Linked DNA regions of Rattus norvegicus: regions 2 and 3 are each linked to region 1. Evidence: chromatin contacts called from public Hi-C data. All regions are on one chromosome and are shown on one strand. The core of a region is the stretch at or near the end of the contact, and the rest is flanking DNA. Distances in the headings are between cores, read along the strand shown.

What was found. Hi-C and Micro-C count contacts between places; a contact is called where the count stands out from the background.
Region 2: a contact with region 1 is called in a Hi-C map of liver, with 3 times the contacts expected there. The contact joins two enhancer-like sites. A contact is called at or near these places in 6 of 12 Hi-C or Micro-C datasets (the A7r5 cell line, the Rat2 cell line, hepatocytes and 2 more).
Region 3: a contact with region 1 is called in a Hi-C map of liver, with 2.1 times the contacts expected there. The contact joins the promoter of Iqgap3 here to the enhancer-like site in region 1. A contact is called at or near these places in 5 of 12 Hi-C or Micro-C datasets (the Rat2 cell line, hepatocytes, kidney and 1 more).

Annotation. Positions count from the first base shown.
Region 1 is chr2:175,884,873-175,889,460 of GRCr8, reverse strand. It overlaps LOC108350055 (a long non-coding RNA gene), which reads left to right. Exons shown (of 4, transcript XR_010063842.1): 4 at 1-4,588. Among named protein-coding and RNA genes, the nearest start is that of Mef2d, 17 kb to the left of the region's middle. Within about 2 kb of position 2,625, at least 7 of the 93 cell types and tissues checked have an H3K27ac peak or open chromatin away from gene starts, as enhancers often do. A contact at or near this core is called in the A7r5 cell line and liver, where this site is marked.
Region 2 is chr2:175,936,908-175,941,495 of GRCr8, reverse strand. No RefSeq gene overlaps it. Among named protein-coding and RNA genes, the nearest start is that of Mef2d, 35 kb to the right of the region's middle. Within about 2 kb of position 2,270, at least 91 of the 93 cell types and tissues checked have an H3K27ac peak or open chromatin away from gene starts, as enhancers often do. A contact at or near this core is called in the A7r5 cell line and liver, where this site is marked.
Region 3 is chr2:175,837,863-175,842,450 of GRCr8, reverse strand. It overlaps Iqgap3 (IQ motif containing GTPase activating protein 3), which reads right to left and starts at 2,450. Exons shown (of 38, transcript NM_001191709.1): 1 at 2,414-2,450; 2 at 600-687. The coding sequence starts at 2,450.

The sequences.
Region 1 (4,588 bases), core at 1,376-3,875:
ACAACAAACAAAATGGTGAGACAATACCACAGGATTATGATTTATAAACAGTACCAGCCCTGTTTATTTTCGACTCACAGTGTTTGACATCTTAGCCACACCTTATGATGGTCTTCTTGCTAGGGGAACCCCAGAATGGCACAGGACATCAAATGGCAATATCAGAGACTTTGCATGGTGTCTCCTGTAAAGTCACTCACAAGGCTCCACTCAAGTGTCCCTGCCTAACCCTAATCATCTCCCAAAGGCCAACCTCAAATACCATGCTCATATTAAATTCTGCCCTCTTCTGTTTTCTTTTGGGGGCCTTGGATTGAACCCGGAGCCTCACATTCCCCTATCCATGTTCCCAGATGAGTTTCCACCCTCTCGATACTACATGATGGGGATTAAATTTGGACCTAGAAACCCTTGCAGGATGCAGACCAGGTCCGAACCATAGCAGTGACCTGGTCTCACGGGGTACAGCATTACTAGATCAGACAGTAGCTAAGGCAGTCACTGGGGCCACTAGGCTGGCTAACTTCTAGGGTGGAGGCCAGAGCCACTGCCTCTGTGTGGAAGGTGAGCAGGTGAGAAGAGAGATAGACAGTCACTTTGGGAAATAGTTAGCCATGGTCTCAGCACGCTCCTGAAGGGAACAGTGAGGAAGGCTGAGAAGGATCTGTCCCAGGCTGCAGACAGTGCCACAGGAGGGGGAGGTGGGCCAGGTGGATTTTACTTTTGTATAAATTATGGAAGTTTTTCTGTGCTGAGAGAGCATGTGTATTATCTTGTTTGTTTGAAGTGAAATGAGAGAAAAACAAAGGAAATTCAGTGTAAGTTTTTACGAGAGAAGGGTTTGAAGGACTGGGGACAGGTAGCTCAACCGGACACTGCACGCTCAGTAAGCAGGAAGACCGTACACAAACCCAGAACATCAAAACATAGGAATAAAAGGGTTTAGCCAGAGCAGTGGTGACACATGCCTTTAATCCCAGCACTTGGGAGACAGAGGCAGGTGAATCTCTGAGTTCAAGGCTAGCCTGGTCAACAGACTGAGTTCCAGAACAGTCAGAGACACACAGAGAAACCCTATCTTGAAAAAGAGAAACTTTGTTTAATTAAAAAACTAAAAACTAAAAATAAATGTCAAGTGTTGGTGACAGTTTAATCCCAGTACTCAAGAGCCAGAGGCAGGCAGATTTCTGTGAATTTGAGGCCAGCCTGCTCTACATAGTAAGTCCCAGGTCACCCAGGACTAGTCAGTGAGACCCTGTCTCAGAAGAATAATTTTTTCTACATTTTCTACATTTATCTACTTTGTATGCATGCTAGAATGAGCAGCTGAAGGAGCTCAAAGGACAACTTTCAGTTCTTTCCTTCACTATGTGGATTCTGGAGATGCAACTAAGGTGGTCCGGTTACACACTGAGCCATCTCACTGTCTCCACAGTAAGACCTCACTCCAGAAATATAAAATAAAAACTACTGCAATCAAACTTAAATGCCTTCATTAAATTCGGGTGCATCATGCAGCATTTCTCAAACGTACTAGCCCCAGAAATGTTAGACTTTTTTTTAATGTTTGTTTTTGGAGACAGGGTTCCTCTGGGTAGCCCTGGCTGTCCCGGAACTCAGTCTGTGGAACAGGCTGGGATTAAAGCTGTGCATCATCACTGCCCAGCTTACTTTTATTTTTTGAGACAAGGTCTGACTTATTTATCCCAGGCTGGGCCTTGACCTCAGGGTGTCTCTGAGGGTGACCTTGACCTCCTGACTCCCTTACCTCCACCTTCCCAGCACGGCCAACACAGACGAAAATAACTTACTACATTGTTTGCTTTTTAGGACTTTTCCTAGCAGCCCACAGCGTGTGATTCATCGGGCCCCTTCTCTGGCAGCCAGGGCAGGGAGCTCTGCAGGGACTCTCTCCGCTGTCTGTGATGACCGAGGCCTAAAGGCATCTGCGGCAGCACGTGCGAAGCTTCCTGTTACACTTGTCTTCTTTCTTCCTTTATTATGGGTTTATTTATTTTATTGTTGTGTATCTGGATATTTCACCTCTGTGTACGTCTGTGCAATGTGTGTGTGCTGTGCCTCAGAGGCTGCAAGAGGGCATAGGATCCTCGGGACAGGGGTTGTGAGCTGCCGTCCGAGTGCTGGGAGCCTCATCTGAGGCTTCGGTAAGTATTCTTTTTAATGTATGTGAATACACTGTCGCTGTCCTCAGACACACCAGAAGAGGTCATCGGATCCCGTTACAGATGGTTGTGAGCCACCATGTGGTTGCTGGGAATTGAACTCAGGACCTCTGGAAGAGCAGTCAGTGCTCTTAACAGCTGAGCCGTCTCTCCAGCCCCAAGTAAATACTCTTAACCGCTGAGCCAGCGCTCCAGGACACACTGGTTTTTCTTGAGTTTGACAGATTTGCTTTCTTTCTTTTTTTTCCTGGCCGAGAGTCCTTGATGACCTCAGTTTTCTATGGCCTGGTGTTTTAGTCAGAGTTATCTGGAGCAGCAGAACCAAGGGGATATATACAACTATATACATAACTCAGAATTTATTAACTGAGTCTTAAAATAGTAACCACAGCCAAATCACATGTCCGATGCTGAAATCCTGGGAGGTGCCTATCATTGAGGCTGGCTGCCTTCCAGCTAGAGTCTCTCACTAGGAGGTGGCCACAGACAGTCACAGCAGTGGTAACAAAGCTAGCTGAGGCCAGCCTGGTCTACAAAGTGAGTTCTAAGACAGCCAGGAAAGCCTCCCCCGCCTCCCCCAGAAACAGTATTATTAGGAAAATAAATTAAAATAAAAATAAAGTTTTTGTCCTGGTAGTTGGGTGGCTCAGCAGGTAAAAGTAAGTACTCGCTGCCAAGTCTGGTGACCTAAGTTCAATTCCTGTGACCCACATGGTAGAGAGAATTGATCCTCACAAGTTGTACTCTGACCTGACAGAAGTCTGCCTCCCTGATCCTTCCCCAGCTTAAAAAAGAAAAGAAAAAGAGAGTTGGAAGAGGGCTATGCTGGAGAGATGGTTCAGTGGTTAGGAACGCTGGCTGCTCAATTCCCAGCCCCACTTGGTGGCTCCCAACCCTCTGTTACTCCGGCTTCGGAGGATCTGTCTCCCCCTGCTGGCCCTCAAAGGCACTGTGGTACATTTACATACACACAGGTAAAACCTCCAACTCTTTAAAAATAAGGAAAGGTCCTGGTTTGTTTCTGTCAACTTGATACAAACTAGAGTCATCCGGGAAGAGGAATTTCAGTTCAGAAAACTTCTGCATCAGATTGGCCTGTAAGGCATTTTCTTTTTTCTTTTTTCTTTATTTATTTTATTTATACAAGTACACTGTAGCTGTCTTCATGCACACCAGAAGAGGGCATTGGATCCCATTTACAGATGATTGTGAGCCACCATGTGGTTGCTGGGAATTGAACTCAGGACCTCTGGAAGAGCAGCTAATGCTCTTAACCACTGAGCCATCTCTCCAGCCCCTGTAAGGCATTTTCTTAATTGATAATTGCTGTGGAAGACTCAGCCCACTGTAGGTGCTGTCCCTGGGCAGGTGGCCCTAGGTACTGTAAGAAAGTAGCCTAGCAAGGCATAAGGAACAAGCCAGCAGGTCGTGTCCCCCCACAATTCCTTAGTCTCCGATTAGTTCGTGTCTCCAGATTATTGCCTTAAGTCCCATCAGTGATGGGTTATAAACTGTATAATGTAATAAACTCTTTCCTCCTTTGCTTGGCATTTGGCCACAGCGATAGTAAGAAAACAAAGACGACAAGCCATTTAATTTTTATTTATTAGTGTATTAGATTATTTATTTATTTATTTATTTATTTATTTATTTATTTATGATTTTTCAAGACAGGGTTTCTTTGTATACCCCTGGCTGCCCAGGGCCTTGAACTCATGGAGATCCACCTGCCTCTTCCTTCCAAGTACTGGGACTAAAGGAATGTGCCACCACCCAGTCAATTTTTTTAAACCAAGGAAAACAACAAAAGCAAAGGCTTATTGAAGTATAATTTGAATGCCATAATATTCAGCCCTTTAAAATGTACAGTCTAGTGGTTCTCTCTGTTTATGAGCCATTTCCACTATCCAATTACAGGAAAATAAACACACACATTTTCCCCCAGTGTCCAGTCAAACCCAGCACCATAAGTTAGGCTGGTAATCACACTGAGCCACTGAGCTCCAGTCTTGCACGGCCTCCTGACACAGACACTACGTAACTTAGGCTGCCCTTCTGCTCCTCCTGCCTCGGTCTCCAGTACTGGTGAGATTGCAGACTTGCACCACTGTGGCCAACTCTAATTATAAAATATTTTCATCATTCCCCATGCCCTAGGTCCGTTCTTTTCCTCAGTGACTTGTCATTGACTCTCTTTTGGTGTCACGGCTGTCTGCCTTGGCTATCTCAGATGGCAGATCTGACATGTGGCTGTCCGGGCTGACTTGATTTGTGTGTCAAGCTTTGTCTGTACTTCAGAACCCTGCTGCTTTTGACGGCTACCTCCCCACTGTGTGGACAGCTCTCCTGGAGTTTATCCAGGTTATCAGTTGGTGGATATTTGGAGCTTTTACAAACAATGCTGA
Region 2 (4,588 bases), core at 1,021-3,520, 52 kb before region 1:
AGACACATCAACTAAGCAAGTTAAATAAAAGAAAGATAGGAAAAAAGTACCTAGGGCTGGAGAGATGACTCAGTAGTTAACTCACTGCTGTTTTAGAGATCCCTGGGAGAGAACCTAGCATGCACATCAGACGGCTCACAACTGCCTACAACTCCAGTTCCAGGGCACCCATGCAGTCTTCTGGCCTCCACTTCACACCTGCAAGTGTATGGCACACATACACTTAATACACTTCTTATTTTTCAGATTTATCTATTCTGTGTGTTTGTGTGTTCTGCCTGCATCATATGTCTGTGCATTACTTCCGGGTCTGCTGTCCATGAAGGTCAAAAAACTGTCAGATCTCCTGAAACTAGAGTTATGGTTGATTGTGAGTTACCATGTGGGTGCTGGGAACTGAACCCAGAACTTCCAAAAGAACAAGTGCTCTTGTCTCCATCTCTCCAGTTCCTAAGCAAATCTCTAAAATAGCATAAAAACAATAGCTGAAAATGAGGCAGGGATCAAGCCAGTGAGCAGTGTGTCTCCACGGTTTTCACTTCCGTTCCTTCATCCAGGTTCCTGGCTGGCTTCTTCTGGTGATGGATGTTAACTTGCAAGCTGAAATAAAACTATTCCTTCCCAAGCTGCTTTTGGTTAGAATGTATTACCACAAGTTTAGAAAAGCAAACCAGTAGACTGGCCTTGGACTCACTTTGCAGTCCAGGCCAGCCTTGAAATCACAATCTTTTGTACCCCATCCTCCAGCTCTCTCCAGGTAACTGTCAACACATCCCATCTTTATCATTCTTCCTCCCAGCCAATGTTCTATTACTTTGTTATATTCGAAACTTTAAGAGCTAATTTCAGATGTTTGCAGGATGCTGGGGTTTCCCTGCTCACTGGGCTTGACCCCTACCCCCACCCCTCCACCCCGCCACAGTACGACCTGTTCATTCTGTCTTCAGTTCATTCACATGCTTCTTAGATCCCAGGCACAAAGTTATCTTTCCAGTGCTCTGACTTTAACTGTGCCTATGCTCTTCCTTTAAGAGTAACCACCCTGGGCTGGAGAGATGGCCCTGTGGTTAAAAACACTGACTGCTCTTCCAGAGGTTCTGAGTTCAATTCCAGCAACCACACAGTAGCTCACAGCCATCTGTAATGGGGTCTAAGTCCTTCTTCTGCTGTGTCTAAAGACAGCTATAGTGTGCTTATATAAATAAAATAAATCCCATTTTGACACAAGGTCTTTGTGACCAAGGTGGTAGTTCCTAACAATATAGGACCCCTGGGTGGGGAGATGGGGCCTCTTGGCTGCTCCACCTTGACAGTCTTTTTTGGGACTCCAACATTCTATTCCTCAACTTGTGACCTGTCTATGGGATTTGATGGCCATTGTACTCTGAGAATGGCAATTGCTCTACCTCTCAACTAAGCTACAACTCCATCCCAATCGAGGGGTTATGTGAGGACCTCTTGAGAGAAAGATTATAAGACAAGCTGTGGAACACTCTCTAAATAAATATTCTTACTACTATAGCAAGGTGTCTGCACAGATTCAGGCCAACAGCTCTCAAGCTATAAATAAGCTTACCGCCAGAAGACAGGAAAATACAGACAGGCCTGTCCAACCTGTGGCCATTAGAGCAGAGGGCATCTGTGAGTACTTCCCAAAACAAAATCGTTTACGGCTTTTTTTTTTTTTTTTTTTTTTTAAGACAAGAGTCTCATATATTTCGGGATAGCCTGAACTCACTAAGTCATCTGGCTTTGAATTTCTAATTCTTCAAACTCCACCTCCCAAGTGCCAGAATTACAGGCGTGCGCCACTATACGCACACACAAGGTCGAACCCCGGATTCTGTACATGCTAAGGGGAGCCTATCAAGAGTTACATCTCCAGCCCCGCGACTTTTTTTTTTTTCTCCTTTTTTATAATTCAATCACGCAAGTTTTTCGGCGTGAGCTTTGTAGTTAACAGTTTTGACAGTGACAAATCGTTGCATTCGCCTGCCGGATTCCTTCTGGAACGCCCAGGCAATGACAGATCTTACGCAGTGCTGTCAATCTCAGTAAATTTGCCAACAGGGCCGAAGGTGCTAATTCTCTCAATTTGTGCAGGAAGTTGACAATGGTGTTTTACGCATGCGCAGCTTCTGGAAGCCCCAGAGAGAATGCTGAAAGCAGTTGTTTTACTTGTAGTTTTCCTAGTGCTAAACCTATTGAGGACGCACGCGTCTTGTGCAGGCAGCAGTTGGCCGATGCTTCCATCACTCACTGGAAGGGCCAATGGAATGAGCCTTGTTACCTACTTCCCACCGAACGCAGGCGGCGCCGGGCGTGGCTTAAAGGCCTTTGTTCCACTTGCGGTGGAACGTTGTCAGAGGCTCGGGACCATGTTCTGCCACTCGTGAAGCCCGAGAGAAGCAGTCAATCGCTCAACGACACCTCCGGGGGCAGAACGGGCGGAAATGGATGTTAGGCCACTCTACGGCCTACCTTCTATACCCGCCCCCTTAGAATGGAGGTTTTGAAACCCGGAAGCAATTCATCGGTCTCCGGAACAAGCCGCGGGCTACGCGGGGGCGGTGCGTGGCGGGCTCGTGGCCCTGCCTTCTGAGAATCTTCCCCTCCCCAGGGGCACCCAGCATGCTTTGGGCACGTGGCAGCTCATATCCTAAATAGGAGCAGTCCTGGGACGCTATCCTGTGAGGGTGGAGACGCATCCCGAGACTGGACAGAGACCGAGAGGTGGAGCTGAGCTCATACAGGGCTAAGGGGTAAATCTGACTCACCCAAGAGGCCGGAACTGACCTGCTGCAAACCTACCAAGGAGCTGCGCTAGGCTGTGTGGAAAGAACACGGTGGGGGCGGGGAAGGGGGACTGTAAACTATGCTATGGGGCTCTACCTCTTACTTTTGAGACCCAAGACCGTGAAATACGACGAGAATGGATTTCCTCTTCGTCCAGGTAGTGAGTGATTTTATGCTGCAGACATTGAAGTCCAGAGCCTGAGGTGGGATCGCCTGGGTTCCGTACACATCTGCTGTTCCTTGAACAAGTTCCCACACAATCACAAACAAGGCTGGAAAAGTTAGCCCATGGAACTTAAGGATGAGTCAGAACACAGTACCACTGGCCTCTTGGTATTAGCAATTAGACAACACTAATAGCGCCTAAGAACCACCGACCTTGATAGCTGAGTCCAAGAGACCCACACCCTAGTTCTATTTTATATGGCAGTACTCAAGGAGTTTGTCCTTTAGCTAAAAAGGAAAGAAGCTGCAAAAAGAACTTGGAAGTATTTTTTATTAAAAAAAAAATTGCATGTGTGTACACATGTGTGTCCTGAGAAAACCAGAAGGGATGCTGGATTAAGAATGTGTCCTGGGGGGGGCTGGGGATTTAGCTCAGTGGTAGAGCGCTTACCTAGGAAGCGCAAGGCCCTGGGTTCGGTCCCCAGCTCCGAAAAAAAGAACCAAAAAAAAAAAAAAGAATGTGTCCTGGGGGGTTGGGGATTTAGCTCAGTGGTAGAGCGCTTGCCTAGTAAGCGCAAGGCCCTGAGTTCGGTCCCCAGCTCCGAAAAAAAGAAAAAAGAAAAAAAAAAAAAAAGAATGTGTCCTGGGGGCTCAGTGATTAAGAGCATTGACTGCTTCTCCAGAGGACCTGGGTTCAATTCTCAGCACCCACAAGGCAGCTCCCAACTGTCCTTACATAGATGTGCAGGTAAGCAAAACATCAATGAACAAAAAATAAACAACAACAAAAAAAATGTTTGCTGACCTGAATTGTTTCCAGCACCCAAGTAAACATCTCACAATTTCCTGTAACATTAGTTCCAATAAACTTGATATGCCCTGTTCTGGCCTCCATTCATCCGCCGCCCCCCCCCCCCCCAACACACAAGAAAGTAAAATCACGTAAAAAGCACAACAAAAACATGCATTGTCTCTCATTTGTCTTGTGTAGGCACCATGCCAGATACTGTCATTCCCTAGCCAGTTTCCAGTCAGCATTCTTTCAGATCCTTGGGACGGTGTTAGAATGTTCGGTTGGTTTCACTTTATTTATTTTGTTTTGAACAGAAGTGCATGTATTCCTTGTTACTCTGAACTCACTTTATAGCAGCGAATGACCTTGAGCTTCTGAGCCCCCATCTCCTAGGATTCCACGTGTGTGGCACCACCTCTGAAGTCTTAGGTGCTGAGTGGAGTTTTGAGCCTGGTACTTCTGCTTGCTGGGCAAGGTCTCTGAGCTATATCCCTGTCCCTCCCCAAGCCATCTCTGCAGCCCCTGGAAGCAGTTCGTCAACTGAGGTCTCTTTCCAAGTGATTCTAGGTTGTGTCAAGTTGACAAAACCAACCAGGCCACACCTGCCATTTTGTACTATATGGGAAGCAGCATACTCAGTATTGACAAGTATTAAATCAAATTATAGTTCTGAAAAATATTGAAGAAGTTCTACATGGAGAACTGTCAAATAATCAGCCAAGGTTGACTGATTATGTTTTAGATTTTTGGTTGTGAGCCTAGCCTTTAACGGCTGAGCCATCTCTCCAGCCCGATGTTTTAGATTTTTAAGACAGGGTTTTACTGTTGAGCCTT
Region 3 (4,588 bases), core at 1,201-3,700, 47 kb after region 1:
ACCTCCTGAGTGCTGGAATTAGAAATGGGTGCTACCACTGCCAGCCTTTTCAAGATAGGGTTTACGTGAAGTCCAGGCTGGTCTTAGACTTGCTATGTAGTTGAGGCTGACTTCTTTGAACTCTGTGTGTGGGAGTGGTGGGGGTGGGGTGCCTGTTCTTATGGGAACCCTTTTGCATGTGTGTGCACGTGCATGCAGAGGCCAGAGGCCGATGTGAGGTATCTTCCTTGATCGCTTGCCATCCTAGGTTTTGAGGCAGAGTCTCTCATTGAACCTAAAGTTCCCTAATTGGCTAAGCTGGCCAGCCAATAAATTCCATAGTTCTGCCCACCTCTGCCTCCCCAGGACTGGGATTCCAGGTACATGCTGCTGCAGCTGGCTTCTTCTGTGTGCCGTGGGTCTGAACTCGGGTCTTCACTTGTATGCCAGGCACTTTACTGAGCTACCTCCTTCTCAGCTGACCTTGAACTTTTTATCACCATGCCTAGCTCGACTTAACCATTTTAACTTGCCGTTTCCTGCAGCACAGCCCCTGTCTGCATTTGCTCTGGGGACAGGTGACTGGAATAGGAGAGATAGGGAAAGTGGACCCTGCTTACCGCTTGGCTTCCTCCAGCCGGCACAGGTACTGGTAGGCGACATTCTGTCGCCTCTGCTCATCCATCTCCTCAGCTGTGAGACGATCATCTAAATCGTGAGGGGAGATAGGCAAGGAGTGTGCATTAGATAGGAATCCCAGCGCCCACACTGGGCAGCTCGAAACTACCAACGCCCTCTTCTGGCTTCTGTGGGCACCCATACACACAAGGTGTATATTCACAGACACATGCACGTAAAGAAAAATGAATCTTAAAAAATAAAAGAAGACCTCAGCTCTGAAGCTGCTTCTGAACAAATTCCCTCAGCAGCCCCTTCAGAGCACAGAAACACTCTCTGTGCCCCAGTTCTTCCCACTGTCAGGGAGCATCCTTCTGTGCCAGAGACATTTCCTTCTTTCCTATGGAGTCATCTTCCCATCTTTCTCCTCTTTCTCAAGTCTACCTCATGAACCTCCTTCAGTGGCCCCAGCCAGACCTTTCACAGCTTTCCTCCGCTAGGAGTGTAGCTTCACATCGCAGCCTTCACTAGATGCTAACTTCTCAAAGTTGTGTTATCACGTGTGGTCCCTTGGGAGCACAGCTGACATGATCAACCATTAGCACAGTCAATCATTCATGCGATACCTTTCTGCCAGGCCCTGGGCTGGTGAGCATTCCTGTTTTGCCTTAGCCATGGTCTTTTTACCTCTCCATCTGTTTTTCACGGGGAACACAATATAAAAATAAACACAGGGTGCGGGACAACTTTTTGCAGGAGCAACAAACAAATATGCAGGAGAGCATGGTCGATTTGTCTTTGACTGGGCACTCCAGTCATTTTTACTCCTTATCCTATTTCCTCATCTTCGATATCCTGCCGTATGACTTCAGGAAGGGCTGGGCTTATTTGAATTGGCAGTTCAACAGACACACACAACCAAATACAGATTTGAAAGTGCTGGCCAACGGCAGAAAATCCATGGGTTGGTCTGAGGGAGTTTACAAGGAACAAGAGTTGGTTGTTGAAGCATGGAAAATAAACCAGTAAGTGAGTGACATCACCTCCGAGTTATGAGTTGGGGACTCAGCAAGATGGAATGGGAGGGGCCTCGAGCAAACAAGGACAGCGGCCTGGAGTATGCCTCCTGCGCACACAAGTCCACATACCAAAGGGTCTCAAAAAACAAACAAACAAACAAAACAACCACCACAAAATGATTTTCCTGGAACTCTCGTTCCTTCATGAGGTGGATGGACAGATTTTTGCTCTTTGTGTCCTAGTGGAGAAGGAGTAAAAAGAAAGCAGGTTTTCTTTTTCATTCAGATGATAGGGTGGAATCCTTTCAGCCCTTCCCATGAACCTGAGTTTCTCTCTAAGAAAGCAGTGGGGTAGCCCAGGCTGTTCTTTATGTACTATGTAGCTAAGAATGACCATGAACTTTTGACCTTCAGCCTCCACTTTGCAACTGTTGGAATTACCGGAGTGCACCGCCAAACCGGACCTCCAGGTTCTGCATTTTAAACAGCCAGGTGATCAGGCATCAAGTAATTTGGGAGGCAATGTTTCAATGAGGAATCCCGTCCCGTGGCACTTTTAGTAAGTATAGTAATTAATGAATTTTAAGGGGTCATCTAGATCATCTACATTCCCCTGACCCTAGAGCCTCAGAACCTGGGAATAAGGGGGAGCGCCCTTTGATGGTTCTGCCGCTCGGTTACCCTGCGCACACTTCGGCGAACTCCCCCAGCGAACTGTGCTCCGGGCAGCAACTCCCGCGAAGACCAAGCCCCACCAGCAGCACCCCGCACCACCCTCAGATCCTTCCCGCACTCACAGGCTGTCCGAGCCTGGCCTGCCGTGCAAGACTCCATGTTCCTTCTCCTGCCAGTTTTGAATCTCCCGCCTCTGGGACACCGCCCCTCACTACGGTCACGCTGGGATGGGACGCTTCCCGTTCGTGCCTCAGGGAATCCTGGGTTTTGTAGTTCCTCTTAGAGCTGGGGGCCATAGCTTAGGGCAGTGTCTTGATTTGCTCTTTCTCTAAGGCCCCCGCTGCCCAGCTGGCTTTTTAACAAATAGTCCCTGCCGCTGCCCTTCCTTTCACTAGCCTGTCCCACTTCCTATAGAATTCCCAGGACTCCCTGTGTGCTATTTGGTGTTATACTCTGAACTGGATGACAAATGCAGGGTTATACATGTTCTAGATCAGTGCTGTTATAGCAACAAGAGATAGACGTAGTCAAAAAGCTTGGAAGTCTGTGCCGCACGGAGGGAAAGATCCACTGCAGCGGAGGGTAGAGACCTTCCTAGTAGAGATTTCAGCAAATCTTGAGGCAGGAGAGAAAAACAGATTAATTAAAAGGGTATGGGAAGGAAATGGAGCCTCCCCCCTCCCAACACACACACACACACACACACACACACACACACACACACACACACACACACACACCATGCAGTCTGACTGAAATCGCCAGCTAAGGGTTAAGACTTCCTACTGGGGCTAGAGAGATGGGTCAGTGGTTCAGACCACTGGCTGCTCTTCCAGAGAATCCTGGTTCAGTTCCCCGCATTCATATGACAGCTTACAACTGCCTCAACTCCAGCTTCAGGGCATTTGACAACGTCACACAGACATGCATGCAGGCAAAACACCAATGCACATAAAATAAGAGAAACTAAATAAGTCATTAAAAAAAGACTTCTGGTAGAGCGCTTACCTAGGAAGCGCAAGGCCCTGGGTTCGGAAAAAAAGAACCAAAAAAAAAAAAAAAAAAAAAAAGACTTCACCTGGGGTGGTGGCACATTCTTTTAATACTAGGGGAGGCAGAGGCAGGCAGATCTCTGTGAGTTTGAGGCCGGTCCTGGTCTACAGAGCAAGTTCTAGGACAACCAGGGCTACACAGAGGAACCCTGTCTCAAAAAACAAGCAAACAACAGACTTCCTACACAACTAACAAAGTCGATGATGTGAAGATTACCTATAGAGACAATATTCTTTTTATACTGAAATATTTCAAATAAGAATGATGCAATATTCCAGCTCTGAAAAAAAGAAAAAAAAAAAGAATGACGCGCAATATGAGGAATAAACATGACCATACTTTATATACACATATGAAACTGCCAAAAGGAAAAAAGAAAAGAAAATCATGTTAAGATTACAGTGCACCATGCAGCACACGTGTGCCTTCTGATTTGGCCATATGAACCAGCAATGTGGAATGAAAGACTTAGGGTTCCCCAAGTTCCTTAGGGTTCCCATCACGTGGTAGCCTTTGGCAAGTATGGTAACTGCTAAATTTTAAGGAGCCATCTAAGTCATCGACATTCTTCTGATCCTGGAGCCCCAGAACTGGGAATTAAGAACATTGCTCTTCGAGGGCATTACAGAGCAAGAGAGCAGACACACACACATTACCTGCTCACTGCTACAGGCTCCCGCAGAGCCGTGCTCCCGCAGAGCCGTGCTCTGGGCAGACCCTCATATGCAATCCTGGGAATTGCACAATAAAAAAAATCTTTGTTTACAGTAAAAAACATAACTACCGTCTTGTGCAACCTTCCTGTCTGCCTATGGCCTCCCCTTCTTACCACGATCTTGTCCTGTGACAGCCACTATAGGATCCCACTAAGGTTGCTTGGCAGTCTTCTCAGACATAACTTCAGACGCCATGAAAACCTGATACACGGTTACTACAAAGGTACAGAAAGCATGACTCATGCAGAAGCTCACACCCAGCTTGGGTGTGTGTTCTCTTTTTCTCTACTAATACACGTGCTTAAATCTATATTCAAAACTCTTATTAATAAATGCCAATTCTTCATTCTGACATGTCCTGAAATTCTTTTCTGCAGCAAATTCAGAATCCTGGTTTCACTTAGTAGAAGTTTCTGGAAAAAAAAACCAAAACTCTCGGGCTACTACAGGTGGCAACATAAAGCTGTGTCTTTGGTTTTTTGGTTTTTTTTTTGTTTTTGTTTTTGTTTTTTTTTGGTTCTTTTTTTC